Linked DNA regions of Arachis hypogaea: region 1 is linked to region 2. The links are chromatin contacts, called in public Hi-C maps. All regions are on one chromosome and are shown on one strand. Each heading gives the region's core, a stretch centred on a gene start, on an enhancer-like site or on the middle of the called end of the contact. The rest is flanking DNA. Distances are from core to core; before and after follow the strand shown.

The links. A called contact is a pair of places that touch in the nucleus more often than the background predicts.
Region 1: a Hi-C map of leaf shows a contact between it and region 2, with 2.8 times the contacts expected there. The contact joins the promoter of LOC112784515 here to the promoter of LOC112783641 in region 2. A contact is called at or near these places in 2 of 8 Hi-C or Micro-C datasets (leaf and an unstated tissue).

Annotation. Positions count from the first base shown.
Region 1 is chr20:107,496,778-107,499,477 of arahy.Tifrunner.gnm2.J5K5, forward strand. LOC112784515 (protein SLOW GREEN 1, chloroplastic) reads left to right here and starts at 1,327. Exons shown (of 5, transcript XM_072229826.1): 1 at 1,327-2,086; 2 at 2,161-2,307; 3 at 2,380-2,460; 4 at 2,533-2,700. The coding sequence starts at 1,517.
Region 2 is chr20:107,297,918-107,300,617 of arahy.Tifrunner.gnm2.J5K5, forward strand. LOC112783641 reads right to left here and starts at 1,365. Exons shown (of 6, transcript XM_025826675.3): 1 at 1,159-1,365; 2 at 911-1,080; 3 at 367-650. The coding sequence starts at 1,254.

The DNA of each region.
Region 1 (2,700 bases), core at 77-2,576, 200 kb after region 2:
AACCTCAAGTAACCAAACGGCTGACCTCTTGACAAAGACACTAGCACCAGGACCATTCCACTCATGCTGTTCCAAACTAGGATTGTTGGACATTCACAGTTCTCACACTCCTAGTTTGAGGGGAGATGTTAGCTGATATAGGTGCCGCTCCAGCCTAAATATTTATGAAAGTAAGCTAGTGAATAGTTAGTTAGAAAGTAACTAAGTTACTGTAGTTAGATGTCCGTTAGTGTGAATTAGAATTAGCCATAGTTAATTGAGCATAGTTAGTCTGATGTATAAATACTGCATTGTAATACTCTTACAGGCGTGACTCTCTATTATTCTTCAGCAACTAAACTTCATTCACTTCCATACCTTTTCTCTGCCACTCTTCTCTCACGCCTTCTTCCACTTGTGCAACCTCCTCCCAGCTCTAGATTTTATTACCATTCCTGATAAAGAGATTTAGGATCTTTTTTGAAAAGTTGTTTGCTAGAATTTTTTCCTTCTCCGGCATCACTATTATTGCTTTAGGAACTTTATCACTTCTAAGACTGCTTGAGTTCTCCTTTACATCAGCTGAGTGTATGTGTTGTCTCCTTCTAAGTTAGATTAACATTGTAATCACGGGTGAAGTGTCCAAAGCAATTACATGATTTACATAGAAGGTGTAACCTATCAATGTCCACCTTGTGCCAATGGTCATGAATCCAAACTTATTGCACTATGGGAAAGCTCAAATCCACTTCCATACAAATTCTGGTGAATTTTTCATGCCCTATGTTCTTTGTAATCATATCCACTTGTATTGGTTTCTCAATACATGATTGGATAGCTTTGAGCGTAATTGTTTGAAAGTATGCCGGATTGAGGCTCGAAATTTTCACCCAAACTATAGTTCGGCCAAACGAATTCTCGCATGGATCAAACTCTATTGTCCATTCCTTTACCGCCAAGTAACTATCAAAAACGGAAAAACCATCCACGGGCCACCACTAATAACTCTCTGATCTCTCTCTGAGTTTCCTTATCAAATTTGACCATGTGATAACCACTTTCTATGCTCATCATCTCAAATCCTTCATGGACTTTCCACAGCCTTTGAAGATAATCTCTGAGCGTCAAAGAGATTACATTCCTCCCTAGAAATTTAACAACTAAAGCATCCATCCATGGGAAGGAAATTTGCTCAAGTATGAATAATATAAGTATATAACGCTAATGGTGAGAAATTTAAGATAGTGTAAGAGATTTAAATTTTATTACTAACAATGAAAAAAAAGTAAAAATAAGCTAACTGTTTCAAATGGGCCTATATGATAGATAAGCAGGCCCGTTTCTGCTAGGGCAAGTTGTTGGATGCGTTGCGGCAACTGGCAAGTTATTCCCCAAAAAAAAAAAAAAAAAAAAAAAAAAAAGAAAGAAAGAAAGAAAATTGTGGCAAGTTGTTGGATGTGATTGTAATGGAGAGTGGCGGAGAGGTGTTTTTTTACCGGCAAAGAGTGTTTTCTAAGTTCTAACCTTAGCAACAACCATGGCTTCTTCTACTTCAATCTCTGGTTTCACCATCTGTTCGAATTCCCAGTCAGAATTTCTCAGTTCCAAATCTTCACGCTATGCCTTCTCCAATTCCCTTCCTAGGATTTCATTTCAACTCCCCACACATTTTCCAGCACTTGTTTCTTCCGCACCAAGGGTCTTATCAAGTTTTGTGAAACAAAACATAGCTTCTCTCCTCATCGGCTCCTTCATCTTCGTCGGCTCCTTCTCCAACAGAGCCGCCATGGCAGCACTCACACCCCCGCTTGCTGCTGTACACACCGAGGAGAAGACGGAGACGGAGGAGGAGATGTGCCAGAAGATTCTGGAGAATGACCCGAAGAACGTTGAGGCTCTGAAGGTGGTTGTGTACGGCAAGATTAGGAGAGGGAAGGCCAAAGAGGCGATTAAGTTGGTAGAGAGTTTGATTAAGGTGGAGCCAAACGAAGTTGAATGGAGGCTTTTGTTGGCCCTCTGTTACGACACCATGGGCCACTTCAGTACTTCAAAGAGACTCTTCAAGGAAATCTTGCGCCAAAGGCCTCTTTTTCTCAGAGCTCTCCACGTAAATCTTTCTCATCCTCTTGCGTGTATTTCATACAAGGAACAATGGTTGCTAATTTGCTATCTCTTCAACAGGGTTTGGCTATGGTGATGCACAAGAACCATGAAGGGCGTGCTGTGTTTGAAATGCTGGATAAGGCTAGGGAGCTAGCTTCGCGTCAAGAGAGAGTTACAGAGGAGAGGAATATACGAATCTTAATTGCACAAATGTTTGTTGTGCAGGTGAATTCTTGATCTTTCAGCTTGTTATAGTAAAATTAGTAATGGTACATTGCTAATAATTCAGCATTCTAGGGTGATTTGGAGGAGGGCTTAAAAAGGTTTCAAGATTTGGTTAATGAAAATCCTCGAGATTTCAGGCCTTATCTTTGCCAGGTAAGTTTATTTATGCTATGCCATTGTTGTGTTATCTTTTGCAATATTATTCACTTTTGTATCTATCTGTAGGGAATTATATACAGTCTGCTCGATAAAAAGGAGGAAGCTGCACAGCAGTTTGAAACATATCAATCTCTTGTGCCTGAAGAGTTTCCACAGAGGGGATTCCTTGATGATGTTGCCTTATCAGCAAGAGCAACTTCCAGAGAACAGTTTATGAAGGAATATTCATATCGG
Region 2 (2,700 bases), core at 115-2,614:
TCAACACGAAATTCAGTAGGCCTTGAGGTCATAAGAGTATCAGGCGTGGTATATAAATTCAACCAACAGGGTGACCATTGTTTTAACCCAAACAAAAAACTTTCCCACATTCGTATCTTCATGCTACGGGTTTGATTCATACAATATAAGCAAGAGGAGATGAAACAAGGCATCACATCATTTGGTTCAAATAGTAATTTTTACATGCTATAGAAAGGAGCAAGTTTTGATCACAGTAAAAACGTTCGAAGTTTTCAATCCATTGAACAAATTGGAAACTTGCAAAACTTTTCTGTTCAATACTTGACACAAGGACAGGGCACTTATCAGTTACACGCATGAAAGATGATTTTTGTTTTTTATTACCTGGCGTATCAGCATCAAGGGGGGCAGCTGCTGGAGGCTTGTGATTTTGGCTTCCGGGTGTTTTCTTCTTATTCTTCTTCTTCTTCTTCTTGGTTTTAAGGTTACTGGGAGTAGCAAAAGTGGTAGCTGCAAAGAGTGCTTTCCCCAGTTCTTGGACATCCACTTCGTCTTCACTGTCATCATCATTCGACAAAGCAGCAGCCGCAGATGGTTCATCCGGAACATGAGCTAGCAGAGAATTGTCGTCTGCATCGTGAATATTCTGAAGTCGAAGAACTCGCCAGCTGCCAAAGACCACAACGCAAGTAAAGCGTAACAAGAGGAGTAATGCCAGGGAACCAACTTTTTTCGGCCAACATCAGCCAATTTTTTAAAATTATTTTGTTTACCTTAAATTCTTTTGCCCTAAATCATTAACTCTTAATCTTAATTCTAACTTACAAACCTACACCCTAAAGTTGGCTCATAATATTGTTTTCTATCCTTTCTCTGAAAAGAGGTCATTCGAAGGAAAATAAGAACAGAAAGAGAGAAAGGGAGGAACCTGTGGCATTTGGGAGTAAGGCAACCGAAAAGGAAAAGAAGGCGTTGTTGAAGGCTGCGATTTGGAATTGAAAGGGGAGCATAGACTTGTGCAATAAGGCACAGTTTAGTGCCGCAGTTGCCGCAGTGAAGCAAGTTAGCGTCTACTGCGTGGTTGGGAAGGGGCCAATCCTGTTTAATGATAGAGAAAGCGAATCAAGCAACCATAACTGAAACTAAAATTGAATGAGAAAGGTTTGTTACACATACAGGGAGACCTCCAACTTTGGTGGTGTAAGGATCGGCAGGTTCACGATGGTTGTGAGCCCATGGCCCAGGCATTCCCAGCAACGTCACTTTCGCCATTCTTCAATTGTCACTTGTCCCTGGACTCCCTGCTCATCTCATAATAGGGTTTTGGGTTTGCTTCCACCTAAAACGACGACGTAACACTCACAATCACATACAATTTGCTGCCGCTGCTTTCATTTCAATTTTCATTTGCTTTATATTCATTTTCGATAGGAGTAAATCGTAAAAATAAATCTTAAATTATCAAACATATATTTTTAGAAAAGCTTTTACTGATAAAGTTTTTTACAAGTATGATAAGAAAATAAAAAATTTTTATTTTTAAAATTTGATAATTTTATTATAGATATTTTTTTTATTTTTTAAATTATTAAAAATATTTTTAAAAAATGAACAAAAATTTGGAGATTGAATTTTAGTTTTGTTTTTCACATGTACCCTCTAATAGTTAATCAAATATTTTTACAAATTTTCGAATCAAATATGTAAGTATTTTGCTAAATACGTAAATTATTTGTAACTTATAAAAAAATTATATCTTTTTGTTATTTTTATTGTATTTTAAAACATTTTAACATTTTTTGTATTCATAAATTTAGATTGTAGTTATGTTAACGATTAATAATTAGAAGGCATTTTTGTGGTTTATCCTTCACTATATTATTCTATCACGCATTGTATTCTGGTACCAAAAATGCTGACGTAATATGTTTTGATATTAGTATACATATCTCGACTGATTTTTTTGGATACGATTTGGGGGTGTGAGTTATGCTGGGATATGATCATTACGGGTGATTTACACTGTTATGACGGCGTTGTTTTTTGAAATTTTGGGAGGAAGAAATCGGACCCATCGATTTGTGTGAGGAAGACGTTGAGGAGCATGAAATCGATGCCACCGATTTCTGAGTGGTGAAAGATGTTAACCGAAGAGTGCAGTAATCGGTGGGACCGATTACTGGAGGCAAAAAAAATTATTTTAATCCGGGGTGCACCAATCGGACCCACCGCTTTGGGGGTGCAGGCGGCCGGTCCGTCCGATTTGCCCGTTAGTGCATACAAAAACTGGAAAGAGCTCACAGAAGCCCCATTTCTTCGTCGCCGGTCTCAGCTAATGTTCATCCTCTTCTCTTCTCTTCTCTGATTCTTCTCCTTCATTTTTATAAAATAAATTTCTGTGAGGTTGAGAATAGTCAAGTACGTGTAGTGTTATGGATGATAGAGTTGTATTGAAGATTTATTATTACGGACAGATCTTATTGCAAACATATGAGGGAGTTCAATTTGTGTGTGAAAATTCATTAGATGTTGTTATTCCGTTCACATTGTCATTTGAGGAATTGAAAGGTATGATTTGTGAGAAGATAGATTCTCAAAGATGTAGGAGAGTATCATGTATTTTGTACAGGTATCCTTTACCTGTGTTTGGTGGGTTTGTTCAATTTCAGACCAGGTACGTGATGGACGAAGCGAGTATGCATGAAATGTTTTCAATGT